Linked DNA regions of Gossypium hirsutum: regions 2, 3, 4 and 5 are each linked to region 1. Evidence: chromatin contacts called from public Hi-C data. All regions are on one chromosome and are shown on one strand. The core of a region is the stretch at or near the end of the contact, and the rest is flanking DNA. Distances in the headings are between cores, read along the strand shown.

Region 1 (3,756 bases), core at 883-3,382:
ATTTTTAGCTTGCATTAAAACTGGTACAAGGAGCCATGTGTCTATTACTATAACTGGACTTAGGTATAAACATGATAGGTAGTTCTTCCCTGTTTTCTTTTATATAAAAAACATATTCATTGAGGATGAGTTCATATAGAAAGAGAATACCAGGACTAGTATGCCTGGTGCAATACCTTAGCAAGATTGCCAAGAGATGCCAACGGTAGGAAATAGGCAGGATAAACTTGTGTTGTTAGATCAAATATGCTGCAAGATAAATTAAGATATTCAGTGGTATCTACCAATTCTTGTATAATTTAAGAACTCTAAAGTAAATACAAACCTTCCAGCACTGCCAATGAAGTCCGCATACATGCGCCACTGTTTAGGATCATCATCAAAGAGATTTCCAAATCGACCACCTAAAGGGAGAGCAATAATAACTAATAAGTTTCATCACCCAACTTTTTTGAGCTTAAGCTCTTTCAAAAATTGCCAGACCAATGAATAAGCGGCCAACAGCCCCAATGCCATCTTTGGACACCCATCTGCACAATGCAAACAGCTCAATGACATACAAGACCATGTAGATAAAAGGAAAAACAAACTTGATGCTTCCGTTATCTATAAACCATCTACAGGGTCAAGTCCACACACAATTGCAGAAAACCATTGTTCTTTTCCATTCTAGAGTAACAAGCATGGACATAAAGATTTCATGTAGACATAGATATCTTAAAATCATGGAAAGTTACCTAATAGCTGCAGCAGAAGCAGCAGCAGCAGTTCCTGAGAAAGAACCAACCCCAACAGCCTGCAATCCAGGGAAAAATAGTAATGCCACATAAGCTTAATAAAACAGAAGCAATGATGAATAAAAGATTCATCAAGATAAAAACTAATCTAGAAATGATATTGAAGCCTTATCTGCAAATTCACATACTCAAAAACCCACTCTGCTCAGCACCACCCAAAAATACACACTAACTGATACCAAATGAAATCAAATTATAATTATCGACACCAGAGAAAACTACAATCCTAACATCCTTCACCTTTCCATAGAAAGCAATAATTTTACAGTCTTAAAAGCATTTTGTCTTCTTTCAAGCCAAAATGGAGTGAAATATCCTACAAATCACATACCCAAGTAAGGATAGTGGCCGGAGTTAGATTCACATGCCTTAAGAAGACTTGATGTAACTAAAGTGTGACAGATCCATCCAGTAACATTTGTGGGAAACTGTAACAACATGTATTGCAAGTAATCATCCGAGACAGACCCTGCATTGATTGAAAAAAGAAAAAGGACAAGCAACTGTGTTGATACTTGTTAAACAAGAGATATGCTTATCTGGACAATGTTAGAGGTGAATATATAAAGGAAAAAGAACAAAGAACAAACGAAAGGAAATGTTAGCTGTTAGTTTACCAGGGAAACCCGCAGGCAAGATAAATTCTTTGAGGACTTGTGGTAGCCAAGACAAATTTGGGTCAGATAAATTTGATCCTTGGAACTCGTTGCTTGTTGAATCATGTTTCTCAAGAAAAGCTCGAATCTGCAAATCATCATCATCATCATCATCATCATCATCATCATCTAGCATGTATCTGATCATCATAAAACATTGATCAACAGCAACCATTCAGATTCCAACTTTTAATAGTGCCACAGCCATATCCTTTCTACTAAATAAAAGGGAATGAAAAGCTAGGGAATAAACCTTTTAATAGTACCATTTCCATATCTCTCTAATAAAATCACTTGGTCTTGACTTCTATGCAAAAAGAAAAAAGAAATGTTAAATTGAGGAAAGTGAAGGAAAATAAAACAAGGGGTTGATGAAGGAGCAGGTACCTATCATTTTCAGTATGTTGTTGCCCACCTTCTTTTGAAGAATGGAGGGTTCGAAGATTGCCTAATCTCTTTTCGATGGTGTTTCTTGGGGAACGAAAAACCGGTGAAGGGAATGGGAGTTGCAGAGAATAAGAGAGAGTCATTTTAGGATGAAGTGAGGTTTAATAGATATTATTAGTTCATGGACGGTGGGTTTTGTAAGAAAAGTTGAAAAGATTCACTCTTTTCACTGTCGGAGCTGAAGAGGGAAGGCGTCACCCTCTATCTGCTTTCCTCCTTCCTTAGCCAACCAAATCCCGGAATTTAATTTTAATAGCGTTGCAAACCCGATTTGAGAATTCTGGGGCAATTCGACTTCTCAAACCCAGCCCATTGCCCAATACTCAAAACGGGACATTTGAAGATTTTTAGAATGAGACCGTAACGTTATCGCATTGTAACATTTTAATCGTTGAGTTATTGACGGTGTAATGATAAATTGACATGGCACGTTAATTTATGTTAACTTATACAATCGGTTCCCATATTTTTTTTGTTTTGAACAATTTAATTTTCTTTTATGTTTTTTTAACTTTTTTTCTTTTTTTTCTCCATTATCTTCTGTTCTCTATCTGTTTTTCTTCCTTCTTCATTTTTTGACATAGTTTTTTATGTTTTCCAATTATTAAGACTAATCTCTATACTTTTATTTTTTTGAACAATTTAATTTTTTCGAGTTATGGGAGTTTGTGGACTAGCTTTAACAAATAAATAACATAGAAAAGCTACATTAAAAGAAATGAAGAAGGGAAAAGAAAAGCAGAGGGAGAAGCAAAATAGAATGAAAAAATAAAATAAAAAATAAAAGTTAAAAGAACATAAAAAAGAAAAAAATTAAATTGCTCAAAATGAAAATAATAGGGACCAATTGTAGAATTTAACCTAAAATTTTCATTTGAAATGATGATTTAATGTACTACGTCAGCTTACTGTTACACCATTAATGACAATCAACAACTCAGTAATTAAAATATTATAACATGATAACGTAATTGACAAAAACGTAACATTTCAAACATAAGTGAGTAAAATGTAACCTGAGGCAAACAAACGTGACTATTTTAATAATTTACCCTTTATTCAATAATATTAACATAATTATTATTAAAACATACAACATTATTTTAACTAAAATGTTTTAAAAACTAATTTTTTTTATAAACAAGCTTTTAAAAAAAACATTCTAAAATATTATGTAATGCTAACAAAAGATTGAAAATCCTACAATTTAGCAAATTTATTTTTTTAATCAAATATTTTGATTGCACACGTTAATTACGTAACATAATTTTTTACGCATTATTACTATAAATTAATTTATTTGATTAATCAAAAAAATATTTAATATCTTTGTGTAAATTTAAAATGAAGTGAAGAAGGGTTAAACGAAAATGATTGTTTGGTATGTATTAATTAAAATTATATATTTTGTTATTTTTAGGAAAATAAATATTTGTAATTAATTAATACTATAGGTGTGTATATATATATTTAATTATTTTAAAATACATAATTTCTCCAAAAACAATAAAATATATTAAGTAATAGAGTTGCAACCATTAATTTAATTTGTATATAAAAATGAATGTAATTGTTTTTAATGATTCCAACCTCTCATGAGTCTATACACAATTCCTTAATTATTGCATGTATCGGAGATGGTTTTTCTATGCATTCTTCTTGTTTAATAAATTAAAATTTTATGTATCTTTTAATTAACATTATAATATCACTAAATTAATATGTTTTAGTTTTTAAAGATATTATTCATCAAACATTACAAATTTATTTAAATACTTTAAAGAAATAATTTAATATATTTTAATACATATTTACAATAACTAGTTACATATGTAAAATAAACATTATATTTTTTT
Region 2 (3,756 bases), core at 435-2,934, 240 kb after region 1:
TTAAAAAAAAAAAAAAAACCTCTCCCTTGTCGTTTAATACCCCTAAGCTTTGCTCCTGCTAGCTGCAACTTCTCAACTACATCTCATCTTCATCAGTTGGATCACGGCTGCTTCTGCTCCATCTACTCGTCTGGTGCGTGTCCGTGTCAGACGCCGGTACGACAGCGGAATAGCCTTGTCGGTGCTTCATACTTCATTGTGAGTTTTCTAAAATCCTATCTGAGTTATTTTGCTTTAACCAATCTTGTTTCTAATGTTAATTCAATATATATGATAGGACATTGCTGTTGTAGCTTCTAGCAAACTATCAGGAAGAATGTTTTTTTTTTTTTTCATTTTAGCCATAATAGATATTCATTGCAACTTTGGTATCGAGATGATGATGAATGGTTGACTTGCACAGACTCACTGCAAGAGGAATGTCATTAGTGAAAATTAACTGAATTTGATCACCTTTGAGGGACTATGTTTGTGAGAACCATTTATTTGATCTCAAATAAAAATTAAATTAAGTAAGAATCTGAAAGAACTCAAAAAAAAAAATCAATTTATTGATTAAGAAAAAACAATAAAATTTTTATCTCTGTTTATAATTTATATATTTTTAAAAATTATAATTTTTTTATTTATTCCATTTCTTGAGGCCATTTCTTTCGGATCCTTCTTTAGATTTCTTCTCCAAAACCATTACATTTGAGATACGTTTTCTTTCGTTATTTCATTCATTTGAACTCAGTTTTGTGTTCTATGTGTTGTATTTGTTTATGGTTTTACTTCTCTTATTTTTAGGGTTTTGAATATTGGTATTCGGATTGTAGGATTTGGGCAATCGTTTTAATTTTATTTTTCATTTTTTGTTCTTCTTTCAGTAGCTACCAATCATTTCGTCTAAAATCTGGTCTTATTTTTCCTCTTTGTCATTTTTAGCTTTTGCTTCATTTTCTTTGTTCTCTCTTATTGTCTTAGATGGAAAGTGATAATCTTGCACACGTAATCCCAATCATTCTTTTTCTTCCTTTTCCTAGTCCAATTTCTGTATTGTTGTTGCTGTAATTCAGCCCCCCCTTTCTTTTTATAGGCAAAACTTGCTTCGGAAAGCCACATTATAAGTCATATTTAAATGTGTTAGTGGTAGGTAGATAAGCAGTTCGATGTTTTGATAGGATAGGTAGATTGAACATTCTTAAACAACGAGTACCACAATGATAAATTTGTTAATCTTCAGGAGCTACTCATAAAAAATTTAAACATTCTTAAAGAACAAGTATCACATTGATACTAAACATGGTTGTGCTTTGAGATGATTTAGTGGTTGTAGTTCTCATTCCCATGCACCCCCCCTCATTTTAGCATATTGCATGGCCATATAAATGTGTGAATATAATATATATATATACCAAAGCGCACATATTCAAATACATGATATATCAAAGCATATACTCAACATGAATTTGAATTTCAATTCATCGACACCATGTGCTAATAATTCTAACTGAGATCGTAGATGCAAAAGGAAAACAAAAACAACAATTCAAAATAAAGGAAAAGAAAAAAAAATTGTACCCGGTGACCCAAGGGTTGAATAGAAACAATTCAAAGGTACAGGGACCTAGGGTGCAATATTCTCCTTTTCCCTTTACACTTGGCCATTCTAACAATTTCAACTTGCCCAAATTTGTTAAAACTGTTGCTCCACTTCTTCTTCTTCTCTTTGTCTTTCACCTTAGTCCTTTCTGCATTCTCTCCTAAAACCCGTTCCTCCCTTCTGTTGCCCTTTCTTTCTTTTTTCTTTTATTTCTATTCTTTTTTCCTTTTTTAATCTCTGTCCATTGGTCGTCAGTCGGTGTAAGGTCTCCCTCTCTCGTTTTCGCGCTACCGCTGATCAGTTCGCCTTTCTCGGTTCTCAGGTAATTTTTTGGGTTTTTTTTCTAATTATATTTGCTGCGATTTGGGGTTATTGATATTTGACTGAAATCGTTTCTTTAAGATGGACCTCTTCGTCATTTTACTAAAACTGTTTTAATTATGTAGCATTTTGCATCCATTGGCCTTCAATTATGCTGATTTTATCGGCAATTTTGTGGGTTACAAATAGACTCAACCCTCCAATCATATGTCCTTTGAATCGAGTTTAAAGCTGTTGTTATCAGTTAATGTGTAAGAACTTACTGTGCATTTTAAGCATGTGTATCGAGAAGCCAATCAATTTGCAGATTTTATGGCGAAGTCATGAACCAGCAGGTCATATGCTGTTAAGGTTTTTGAAGACCTATTCCCTGAAGTTCAAAAATTATGCTTGAGTGATATGAGAGGTACCAATTATGTAAGGTCTGGTAGAACTTACGGCCCCGTTGCCTTCTTTTAATTATAAAAAAAATAAAAATCTAAAATTGAAGCTGTAAACTGAATTTGTCAATTGCTATCGTCATTTTATCATGTTTGGAAAAAAAATTGAAGCAAACTAAACTCGGTTTGGTCAGTAACGGATCAAAACTAATTTGGGTTGGTTTTCTCGGTTCTCCAACTAAGTCGGTTCGGTTTCAGTTCCTTAAAAAGGGGAAGTCGGTTAAGTCAGTTTTTGATTTTTCTGCACTGACCCGACTGATTGCTCACCCGTAGGTTTTACTTTTCTTGTTTTTAGGTAGTTGAATATTGGTATTTGAATTGCAGGATTTGGGCAGTTGTTTTTTTTCATTTTTTGTTTTTCTTTCAGTAGCTACCAGTCATTTCGTCTAAAATCTGGTCTTATTTTTCCTCTTTGTCATTTTTAGCTTTTGCTTCACTTTCTTTGTTCTTTCTTATTGTCTTAGATGGAAAGTGATAATCTAGCATACATGGAACTTGCAATTCACCAGGTAATCCCAATCATTCTTTTTCTTCCTTTTCGTAATCCAATTTTTATACTGTTGCTACTGTAATTCAGCTCCTCCCCCCCCCCTCCCACCTTTCTTTTTCCAGGCAAAACTTGCTTCGGAAAGCCTTGAAGTGCCTGTTGGGTAAGTATTAATCTCATAAATTTCGTTTCTGCCTTAACCAACCTTCTCCCTTTATTGGATGAAAATATGAATTTAGCTTCTCTTTTGTTACTAATGTAGATTGGCATTGCTTTGCATGACCTGGGAAAAAAACTGAAAATATTATATGAAATACAACACGACACAAATACATAAAGATACCAAAATCTATATAACAGAAATTATTAACTTATTAGAAAGTATTATCCACGTTTGAGATTTATGTAGACCAAAGTTAAGAATATATATTTTTTCTTTTTTATAGCCCAAGTTTATGCTATATAGCATAACCTTGGTTATAACCTATATAATTAACATTATTAGGATTTAGGAACACTTGAAAAAGTTTTGAGTTGAGGAATTGTACTGAATTTGGTGTTATGATTAATATGTTTGGATGAAATCTGCTTGCAATGGTAGACATAAAGAAATATACTAAGGTGAACAAAGAGCTGAAATACCCTAAAAGGTTTATGAGGACCTATTTATAGTACATTCCATAGGACTAAAACTGGAACTCTGTAATAACTTAAACAGATTCTTGTCACCAAAACAAAGGGCTGCTTCTAAACAATGCAATTATTGCCTTCCAGGGTCACCTAATTTGAACATTTAAATAAAAAAGAAAAGATGTAATGACTTTTCCGATGGGTGCATTAGTTCTACCTGGAAGATTGCAAAATTTAATGACACAAAGATTTGACCAATAAAAAGAACAAGTTGTAAACTTAAGACTAAAAGA
Region 3 (3,756 bases), core at 815-3,314, 220 kb after region 1:
TGGGAAATTACACAGATAAAAAAAATTAATTACTATGTTAACTTATGACAATATTCATAATTTTTTTACAAATATTATCTAATTACATAAAAATTATTTAAGTACATGAATTATTACAAATGTAATAATGTTCTGTGAGATATAAATTATAAAATTTATTACTACTTTTATAACTTTAATAATGTTATATTTAAAAAATTCTGATTTATTATCAACTTCCAAAGACCCTCACTACCGTCGGAAAGGATCCATAATTTTTTGGGAAATTACACAGATGTAACAATTAATAATTAGGTCAAATCATGGTTTTTGTCTTTTCAAAGATTTAGTGCTTATAATACAATTTAGTCTTGGGTAAATTACACCAACATTTACTCAATTTTGATGTAGTTGACAAAACAGTTACTTTGGCTTCAATTCAGTTACTCTACTTTTGAAAAATAACAAAACAATTCTTTTAGCCATTTCCGTTACAAATATAAAAGAAAAGTGACATGACATTTAATGGAGTCTTTGTTGTTATTAACCGGCCAGTTGGACAGTTAGCACCAATTTAAACAGCCTCTTTTAGCACCAGTTTAAGGTTTAAGTAGTAGAAAAAGAAGAGGAGGAGAAGAAATGGAGATGTTGACCCCGTGACCCGATTCAAATCCCTTTCCAAGGATTGGGTTTACCTCACCTTGACCCCAACTTTCGTTGCCGACCATCTCCGCAGCTCTTCTTCTAATCCATTTCTCATCCTCCTTTGCTACAATACCTAGTCCAATTTCGACTTTGGGATCTTGCTAATCACTGACCTACTCTAGAATCCCTTGTCAACATTTGGCTGTCCTTTTGGAGGAACTGCTTCCTTTGTTCCCCAAAATCATGGGTTCAATCGATTGTTTAGTTTGTCTGGATGTTCCCTTGTTTTGCTTTTGATTTTGTTTTATGCAACTTTATAATGTTGGCAATGGAGTTTCTCCTATTTTGTTTTTCTCTTTTTGATTTTGTTTTGATTATGATTTTGCCTGGATGTTCCCTTTTTGTATATATCATATCATATCCCAGACTTGATAATGTTTCTTTAGAGGACTTTCCCCTTACTAGTTTGGTTGTGGGTACTAATAGTTTGACTCCAAATTGTCTTCAATCCTATTTTGATATGATTTTTTTCAGAGTTAATGACTTTGGGCAGTAGAAAAAGGTAGTTGGATCCCAACCGTGGTGGCTCCTTTATTGGGGGGTTGAAAAAGAAAAAAAAGGATAGGGTGGCGGTGGTTTGGAGGTCAACGATGGTGATGCCAAAGATGGTTGTGGCGGAGGCGTCGACCGCAAGATTCTTGGGATGGAAAAGAAGAAGTATAAATATATTGAGCCATTTACGCAAAAAAATAAAAAAATATTAGGTCATTCATTAAAAAAAGGGAAAAGGAAGGACAAAAAAAAAAGTCACTCAACTTTGCCTTGTCCAACGTGGCAAGTTAACTGGCCACGTCACCTGTCCCGTTAGGTCTGTAATGGAAAATGTTAATGGGTGACTGATTTGTCACTTTTCGATAACGTTAGTGACTGTTTTGTAATTTTTCGAAAGTTGAGTGACTGTTTTGCCAACTGCATCAAAGTTGAGTGACTATTGGTGTAATTTACCCTTTAGTCTTTCAATAAAAAATTGTCATTTTTCACTCATTCGTAATTTAAAAAAAATTCAAATTAATCTTATGATTTTAACTTCTTTATTTAAAAAAAACACACACATTAGTCAATTTATATAGCTCTGAAACCATATTAGTAATTTAAGTCAGAACATAATATTAAAATTAATAGAAAATAAAATTAAAGTATAAAAATTCAGTCTTCAAATTAAAAACCCAAAACTCATAATTTGATGATTTTATTTTAATATCAATTTGATGAAAATCTTACTATTATATATAAATATAATATGCTGACAAATACATGTTTAATAACCAACAGAAGGCCTCGTTGGATATTTATGTGATGAATTGCAAATGCGGGGGGCATTTTTGGCTATTAAGGAGAAAATTGATTATTAGGCCAGAAAAGATGGTAAGCCTGCGAGGATTTAGATGATGGGCCGTTGCCTATTAAAATTAGTCTCATATAATTCGTATGCAAACAACTCAAGTTGAAGCTCAAAGAGTACAGAGGAAAATTAGCCAACGGCAGCAGTAGTGAAGAATGGGTGTTGATTATTACAGGATTCTTCAGGTCGACCGGAATGCTAATGATGAAGATTTGAAGAAAGCGTATCGTAAGCTGGCCATGAAGTGGCATCCCGACAAGAATCCTAAATCCAAGAAAGAAGCCGAAGCCAAATTTAAGCAAATCTCCGAAGCTTACGATGTAATTAAATTTTTTTGCTTCCTTTTTCTGATCATCATTTTTAGTAATGGAAAGTTTTCAATCAATTATAGGTTTTGAGCGATCCCCAAAAGCGTGCGGTTTACGATCAGTACGGCGAAGAAGGGTTAAAAGGCCAGATGCCGCCTCCGGGTGCGGGAGGGTTTCCGGGAGGGGCGGACGGGGGTTCTGGCCCGACGATGTTCCGGTTCAATCCTCGGAGCCCCGAAGATATTTTCTCGGAGTTTTTTGGGTGTTCGAGTCCATTTGGAGGGATGGGTGATATGGGCGGGTCACGTGCTGGGATGTCGGGGTTCCCCAGGGGCATGTTTAGGGAAGACATATTCGGGTCGTTTAGGGGTGGAGCTGGGGAGGGTTCTACAACTATGCTCCGTAAAGGACCCGCTATTGAACAACCATTACCCTGCAGCTTGGAGGATCTATATAAAGGGACTACCAAGAAAATGAAGATTTCTAGGGATGTTATTGATGCTAGCGGGTAATCTTTTATTTTTAGTTAATATACTTAATTTTTTTTGGGGGGGGGGGTGGTGGTGGTATATTTAATTGGTAATGCTTAGTTATTCACTTTTTCATACTTTGATTTCTCTTTTTGAATAGGGAGCTTTCGCCTTTCAGCTTGACTCATATGTGGATCTAAATTCAATTCTTATTAGGTTTTGAGCATGACTTGTAAGTAATGTAGAACATCAATAATTGTATCTTGTGAAAGGTTTGTAGGCATTAGAGAATGAATAATTAACGTTGGTCACATGAGCTTAATTAGCAAGGGATGTTATTGTTTAAAGATGTTGCCAAGTTTGACTTTTTGCTTAAAATAGTGTTGCTTCTTATTAGGATGATAGGAATCTTATCATTTAAAATGATTGATTGTTTTCTGTGTAATGACAAAGCTGCATGACGATGATGCTTAGTGCTGGCTTGTTATGGTTTTGATTATTTGAGATCTGATGATGATCATCATAACTTCTCATAGCTATTGGATTGCGCCCTTTCTCGTTTAAGATCTTAATGCTCGGTACAAGTTTAAGTTAGTCAGCATTTGACACAAGAAAGCTTTATTAAGAATGTTTTCTATGGGGAAATGGGGATAACAATGCACCAACTTTAGCAAAATGATTTTGTTTTTCATTCCTTTTCCTCTTTTTGTTTTCTGTTTCAATCTTCTAAGCTACTTGAAACTTAAGTGCTCCTGGTCAGTTATTCAATTTAAATGTGAATTCAATGGTATTATATTATGATTATTTCATGCTATTTTACTGTTCCCTTCTCAACAAGCTTCGTTTTTACACTTCCTTTAATGTTGATGAAGATTAGATTGATTATGAAACTTCTTTGTTTATCTATGTGTTTATGATGAACTTTGCAGATTTCTTGATGGTCACTTTAGAT
Region 4 (3,756 bases), core at 487-2,986, 160 kb before region 1:
AAATATGGGGTGGTTTGGTATTGCAGAGAGACGCTATTGTACTCTTAGAAGGGTCGAGGGACGCTTGTGTTGAATCAAGGGATGATGATAAAATCATGAAGCATCCCTTGGGGCTTGCTTTGAAGAGGCTGTCTACGGCTCTTACCCCAAATGATTGTTTTGATATATAAAGCTTTAAGGGCTATTTGTGTTGCATTCAATCATCAATGAAGGGTTGTGGCACATTTTTCATTCACCATCAGAGTGGCCGATGAAAATTCCATGATTTTTACAAGTTACTCGCATTATGTTGACATAATGGTGCTTTTCACATCCAAAATTTCATGATTTTTACGGCATACTGAAAATTACATGAATATTCAAACTTGAAGAAGCTAAAAGCTTTTTAATATCAAATGTTGACAATCTTTGCATGTCAGAACCATCCCAAATGCAAATCTACAACGTCCAAAGATTTGTCATAATCACCTCAACCATTTTTTTTTACATCAACTATTCTTCTAGTATACATTTTGGTCAAAAATATTTAATGGTGTTCCATTGAATTTGACCAGCCAAAAAATATTAAAAATATAAAAGTTATTAAAAATATTAAGATTAAATAATTATAAAATCATAAACATTATTAAACACTAAATTTTAAATAACATGAGCAAATATATGGTAAAAGTATCATGGAGGCCTCTATATGAAAAGTTGAATTGAATTTTATCCCCTCTATTAAAAAAATATGCAAATTAGTCCATGTATGTTAAATCAAATACCAAACTGGTCTTTCTATTAAAAATTCTATCTATTTCTACTATTAAAAACTAGTCCATGTACATCAACATGAGGTACATGTGGCATGTCACATGTCTGTTTGGTTATTCCATTAGCCATGTTAGTTTTTAATAATACAAATGAATGAAATTTTTAACAAAAATGATTAATTTGCTCTTTGTTTTAAGAAACAAGAATTAATTTATCTATTTTTTAATAAAAAGATAAAATGTAATCTAACTTTTAGTACAAAACTTCCATATTATTTTTATCGTGAAAAACATTAAATTTAAGAACCTACTTGGAGCCCAGAAACCATCCATTGCAGAAAACAGATTGACATCACATATTCGTATATTTTTAGTGATCTCTAATTTAAGGGTGAAATCGTAATTAAAATAAAAATAATACAACAAAAGAACTAATTTCATATTCGTATCATGTTCTACAACACCTTTAGAGTTAAAAATTAAATTTTAATTTTTAATAGTTTATATCTTTATAATTTTTAAAGAATTAAACTAAAATTTTATTATTTTTAAGGGGGTTAAAGTGTAATTTTATATTTACTAATTTACAATTTTAAAATTTTTAAAGAGCTTAAATAGATAATTTTTCATTTTAAGAGATTCGGGCCCTGCCAGACCCATAAATACGCCATTGATCTTCTTTACGCATCAAATGAATTCTAAACACAAAAATGGAAAAAGAAATCCAGATTCCCGGTCTTCAAGCTCAAATTCCTGAAAATTGAAATTATTTATGAAATTACAATCAGTAACTAAGAAAAGGAAAATCCCATTCCGATTGAAGAGAGGTGCTCTCAGTAATCCAAATTGATAAAATAAAAGGATGTTGAAGTGGTTCATGTGAAATAACTGCCATGATTAAGAGATTGATTCAACCTTATCCATCCACCTTGTGCTCATTCTCTCATAAATCTCTCCATCCATCAAACTTTTATTCCACCACATGAAATATATGCCCACTATCTAATTCTTACCTTTTTGGGCATACGAATCTATTTCATATTCGGCCCAAAACCTACCAACCTATCACTCAATCCCCTTGCATCATTGTATTTGAGAAGTGATTTATTAGAGGGACATGATGAAATTAGTTTTCTTTATTAAATGAGTTAATTTAATTATTATACAATTAAAAAGAATTAAATAAGGGTAAATTAGAATAATGTTAACATTTGTTGTTTAAAAATAATAATATTTAGTTTAACAAAATTAATACTTTTAAAGCTTTTATGATTCTATAAATGAAATCTTTTGTATAAAATTGAACTGTACTTGAAAAAAAATAATTCAAGATAATTTGGACTTTTTTTTTTAACATAATAGAGACTAAATTGATCCATTTAATAATAGAGGAACTAATTTAATACAATCCCTATAATATAGGCACCTCCAAAATACTTTAACCTTTCCTAGCCCGATTATTCAATGCTCATTAATTTTGATCTTTCCCCATGCCCATGTTGACAATATCAAGAATAACATTCTAACATCTATTGTCTACTTCATCATCCTCAGGATTAGTTTAGCAACGCTTTTGAAAAATGTTGTGAAAAAGTACTTTTTAAAAGTTTGTTTTAATATTTGAGTATTTAGCATTATTGTCAAAAAGTGCTTCTGAGAAATAAAATATCTATTTTAGACATGTTATTATCAAGTAACAAATATGCATTTAAATTAGTTAATATTATTATATTTTAGTAAGAATATAAAAAATTTATTATAACTTGTTAATATTTTAATATATGAAATATAAATTTTAAATATTTTTAAGCAATAAATATTAATTATTTATCAAATTTAATTAGAATATATAAACTATATTTTAAATATTTAAATATAACCATTAAATATTTATAATTAGTATTTTAAAAAATATTTTTTTTGTTTTTAATTAATGATTTTAAAACATTTGTAATTAAGCATCAAGAAAAAAAAAGGAAAGTACTATGTTATTAGAGGGGTGAAAAAATAATTAAATACCAAAAGTGTTTTTAGGAGAGGAAAAGCTAAAAATTTTAGCTTCTTCTTTTTAGAAGTGCTTTTCAGAAGCATTTTTGAAAAACTAAAAATTTCAGCCAAAAGCAGTTTGTTTAGCACAACTTTTCTTTCAAAAATATTTTTAGAGCCAGAAGTACTTTTTTAAAGTACTACTAAATAGGCCTTTAGTTGGAAACTCTAAAACCCACATAAGCTTAAGGTTTTTGAAAAAAGTAATATAGAAAAATAATTATTTATTAAAATAACGCACCAAAATTATTATTGATCAAACTAATTTGATGTCGGTCAACTAATCACCAAATCGCCAACCAAAATGACGATTTCGTGTGAATTTGAGACACTCTATGGGAGACAACCCAGTTGGTGTTAGCTTATCGAGGCCTTAGGAAGACTAAATCTGTGATTGAAATGGCGATTTGATGACGACCAAGGGAAATTAAGAAATGAAATGACGATTTGAGTATGATCATGTCGGTGACAAGGGAGGAAAGAATGCATTAGAGATTCTCAGTCCCCTTATCACCAACGACCATACATACCCGATAATCCCGAACCAAACACCTAGTTTAAATAATAATAAAAAAGCCCCACATATTTGGAGTCAAATGTTTGGAAAAATAAGGCATAAAAAATCATTTTTTTTCAAAATAGTCTCTCTAAAACCATTTTAAACCCTAAACTACTTAAGTATGTAAATTTTTTTTATATTTTTAAAGTTTTAATTTAGTAGAATTTTTAATTATTTGGAATTGTTATGACTTTTTATAATTATAAATGTTTAACTCCATTTTTGTTTATTGAGGTTCGAAAATTGAAGAAGAGAACTGTACAAAAGATGTAAGTTAAACTGTCATGTAAATATATAGGTTTAAATATGATGAAAATAAATTTTAAAAATTTTAAAAGTGGATTATATTATTTTCTAATTGTATTAGTATGGATTTGTTTATTTTATAGTAGTTAGAAT
Region 5 (3,756 bases), core at 796-3,295, 140 kb after region 1:
CTTTTCTTTTTCTCTTGGAGTTTCAGTGGAGAGAGCAGGAAGTTTCAATTTGGTTTCTGCCACCCACTAAGAGCATATTAATTAATATTAACATTAATCTATGGTTAGTGTTTTTCACATGGTAGAAATTAATGGAAATGGATGGTGAATATCAAATTAATCCACTAACAAATTTTTAATAATGATTTAATTACTCCCAAGCCCTTAGTAAATTTCACATTAAGTCCTACCAATTTTCCCTAATCAAATTTCACTAATTTAATCACTTTGTAATTTAATCTTTATACTATTTTCACTAATTATTCAAATAAACCATCTAATATTTCTAATTGCTAATTTCCTAGTCAACTCATAAATATCATCGGTTTAATAATCGGACTGTTTCAATTTAAGGAAACTCGGGCTTGAAATCGATTTTTCCGACACCAATGAAAATCAAGTTGTTACAAATTATTGAATGACCTCCTCTAAAACCGAGTAAAAAAATAAATTCCTTTCTACAAAAATAATAAAAGCCCCTTACTTTAAATAATAGTGGAGAATTCAATTCAATCAAATAATAAATTATGTTTTTCAAAAATATTTTAAGAGATCATAACTTGTTGAGGGTGAGTCGGCTCGTTCGAGAGAGTTTTTCGAAATTTCGTTCGTCGGGGTTTTGTTCCCATCCTTCGCGAAAAGCCATATTCGTTCATGAAAGGGGTGCCTCAGTTGGTGGTACCTACAAAACTCGGAAGAGATGTTAGTATTGTGCATAGGAATAATTATGAAATTAGTTCAACAAGTTTTCTTTTTCCCTCATTTTTTTTCGTTCTCACTTTTTTTTCCTAACAAATAAATTTAGGCTCCGTTTGTTTCATTGAAAATGGCTTCCGGAATATGATTTCTAGAAAATGACTTACTATTCTGGAAAAGTTAATATTTTCTGGTGTTTGGATGAATTTATATAAAATATTTTTTTTGTTTGGCAGGTTCTTTAAAAACATTTCATAAAAGTCGTTTTCAATTAAACAAACATACATTTGAGATTTTTTTTATTTTTTCATTGTTTAATTGAGTTTCTTTTATATCTGTAATTTTATATTTTACATTGTTTTTACATATATTAAAAATATTTTGTTAAATTTAGGTTCATTGCAACAATTATTTTTTAGTTACATGACTACCAACTGAGTATTTTTTTATTTATTTAAAAATGTGACTTTAACAAAATTGACAAAAAAAAAATCAATAATGTCAGCAGTTGGACTTAATTTTCAAATCTGAAAAGTAGAGTGACTAAATTCTTGAAAATAAAAGTACAGAAACTAAATTACAAATTTGTGAAGAGTATATAGACTTATGACATATTTTAACATTTATATTACAAAACATTTATTATTAATATATTTATAATTGTAATAAATATTTAGTATTAAAATATTAATATTGATATTTTCAATAATATGTGAACAATATTATTTAAAATTATTATTTTTAAAATTTACTATTAAAATAAAATTTAAATATTAAATAATTTATTAAAAATAATAAATTATATTAATTATATTAATAATTTATTATATGACTAAATATAAATAATTAAATACGCATGTTTAATAATATTAAAAAAAATATTTAAACATAAAATATAAAAGCTTTTTTTTATAATGCATTTTTATATTTATATATATTTATAAAAGATAGAGATTTTATATAGTAAGTGAGGTAGAAAGACTACCACAACCATTTCATAATTATTGTTCAAAAAAATCCACTTTAATTTGTATCGGTAAATAAATTTGAAATTACTTGAGTTTTATTATCCTACGTATATCCTTATTTAAAGTAATTTATAAAATAAATAAAAAAGAATACCGAAATAAAAGGTTTATCTTAAAAACAGAGAATTTAGGCCAATGAAACTGACCCCTCCTTTCACTTTTCATCGTAAATGGTTAAAGGAACTGACGGCAGCCTATCAACCATTCCAAAATATAATATTTAATAACTAAATTTAACACTTTTTCGATATTTAATTATTTTGGTCCAATTTAATACTCGACACATTTTTTAAATTTATAGGTTCAATTTGATATTTGAATTTAACTAAATTAAAAAAAATAAATTTTTTTTATAAAAATATGATATCAAATATTATATTAACCCAAAAACCCCCTCCATTGAAGTGAAAATATACAAAGTAATAGAAAAACATTATCACGTAGATGTCACTACTTTTGTCTGAAACAACACACACCAAGAGCGAGAGAAAGCCTTCAAAACAAAAGAAAAATTAGAACATCAAACATGATTGGTCCAGGCAGACCTCTCTTCGTCCTCTTTGGATCTTCCATCGTTCAGTTGAGTTACAGCCACGAAGGTTGGGGTGCAATTCTTGCACATGCATATGCTCGCAAGGTATTTCCTTTCATCTTATTCTTCTTTGCATTTATTGTTTTCTGGGTTAATATTAGCACAAATGGGTTGATACCCAGATTTCATATCAGCTTTAAAAAGCTATAGATTTTGGGTTTCTCCTTTGATGAACAGAGAAGAGATTCACACATTTTTCTCTTAGTAGTGGGATTCAGGTTGCTTTTTCTCAAATCCTTCGAGGAAGAAGATTATTCATATGGATTCCAATTAGCATCTCTCTTTTTTTCTTTTCTGATTGCTTTTTCCTGTGAGTCTGATTTCAATGGATTGGTGTGGCAGCCTTTTGTTGGGGGTCCACTTTACCTTTTGGAAAGACAAGGAAAAACTACCGGATGGTCATTTTACTTTCATTGTCTACTTTTAAGCATCCTCCTCATTCTAACCTCATTACGCTTTTCTTACTTGAAAAAGAAGGGGTAACTATCCCAGTCATAAAACTAGGTGATTCCGTTTGGTCACTTGATTTTTAAATCGTTTTTACTTTGGTCACAGAAAAATCAGTTTTTAACTATTGATGATAGAAACGCATACAGAACAGGATTGCAAGTTTATCTAAGTTCTAGACAAATGTGGAAAATTGGAATTTAACCTATTTAGATCTAAGTAAAATAAAAGGGCAACAAATAAAAACTTAATGATTAAGTAAGAAAGAACAAGTAAGCCGAATTGAAAAATTAGTCGGTTTGTTCTTGATGAATTTAGATCAAGTCAAGACTCTCAATTAAGAGAAAACAATAGGTTAGAACAAAATTGAAAGAATAATGATTAAAGTCAAATGAAATCAAAAGAACAACAAAGATCCAATCATTTAAATATGTTTTGGGTCATTCTTGATTGAGAAGAAATTGTCAAATTGAGACATAGGGTGAGTTTGGATGGGCGGTGCGCTTACCTGCGGTTAGTATAAAAACAGCGATGGCGGTGAGATTAGATACTGTAGTGATACTGTAGCGTGAGACAAAAAGTAAACGCACCGCACCGCACCACACCCAATCGCCCATCCAAACCCACCCATAAACAAAAGAAGCAAAACAAATTAGCTACTGAATGAAAAAGAAACCTAAAAGTAAAGAAAGAGAGGGGTGGCTAAAAGAGTGTCAAAGAAGGATTAAATTAGGATTTCTTGAGTTAAAAGAAATTGTTGTCGAACTCCAAGGAAGCCCCCAAGCATATCTAAAACCAATTTATTAGAATGAAGAATTAAGTAAATAAAATTTGTTTTAGTAACAAAAGAATTCAAAACAACAATAAAAGAAAAAAAAACTCCTATTTTGATAAACTAAGATGAGAGAAAAGAAAACTTAATTCTTGAATGATTTCTCAAACATTAATTAAGAT

The links. Hi-C and Micro-C count contacts between places; a contact is called where the count stands out from the background.
Region 2: a contact with region 1 is called in a Hi-C map of leaf, with 2.5 times the contacts expected there. The contact joins the promoter of LOC107899536 here to the promoter of LOC107899530 in region 1. A contact is called at or near these places in 3 of 34 Hi-C or Micro-C datasets (all in leaf).
Region 3: a Hi-C map of leaf shows a contact between it and region 1, with 3 times the contacts expected there. The contact joins the promoter of LOC107899535 here to the promoter of LOC107899530 in region 1. A contact is called at or near these places in 13 of 34 Hi-C or Micro-C datasets (callus, hypocotyl, leaf and 2 more).
Region 4: a Hi-C map of leaf shows a contact between it and region 1, with 4 times the contacts expected there. The contact joins the enhancer-like site here to the promoter of LOC107899530 in region 1. A contact is called at or near these places in 2 of 34 Hi-C or Micro-C datasets (both in leaf).
Region 5: a contact with region 1 is called in a Hi-C map of leaf, with 2.5 times the contacts expected there. The contact joins the promoter of LOC107899533 here to the promoter of LOC107899530 in region 1. A contact is called at or near these places in 6 of 34 Hi-C or Micro-C datasets (anther, callus and leaf).

Annotation. Positions count from the first base shown.
Region 1 is chrD04:48,032,971-48,036,726 of Gossypium_hirsutum_v2.1, forward strand. LOC107899530 (protein root UVB sensitive 5) reads right to left here and starts at 2,133. Exons shown (of 14, transcript XM_041090736.1): 1 at 1,841-2,133; 2 at 1,707-1,760; 3 at 1,415-1,593; 4 at 1,166-1,266; 5 at 738-796; 6 at 484-530; 7 at 326-404; 8 at 177-249. The coding sequence starts at 1,983.
Region 2 is chrD04:48,274,035-48,277,790 of Gossypium_hirsutum_v2.1, forward strand. It overlaps LOC107899536 (tRNA-specific adenosine deaminase TAD2), which reads left to right and starts at 1,685. Exons shown (of 10, transcript XM_041090745.1): 1 at 1,685-1,907; 2 at 2,214-2,312; 3 at 2,811-2,855; 4 at 2,959-2,996. The coding sequence starts at 2,811.
Region 3 is chrD04:48,255,869-48,259,624 of Gossypium_hirsutum_v2.1, forward strand. It overlaps LOC107899535 (dnaJ homolog subfamily B member 13), which reads left to right and starts at 2,065. Exons shown (of 3, transcript XM_041090743.1): 1 at 2,065-2,346; 2 at 2,418-2,842. The coding sequence starts at 2,182.
Region 4 is chrD04:47,875,800-47,879,555 of Gossypium_hirsutum_v2.1, forward strand. No RefSeq gene overlaps it. Among protein-coding and RNA genes, the nearest start is that of LOC121216558, 4.4 kb to the right of the region's middle. Within about 2 kb of position 1,737, at least 2 of the 9 cell types and tissues checked have an H3K27ac peak or open chromatin away from gene starts, as enhancers often do. A contact at or near this core is called in leaf, where this site is marked.
Region 5 is chrD04:48,175,658-48,179,413 of Gossypium_hirsutum_v2.1, forward strand. LOC107899533 (GDSL esterase/lipase CPRD49) reads left to right here and starts at 2,046. Exons shown (of 5, transcript XM_016825277.2): 1 at 2,046-2,400. The coding sequence starts at 2,290.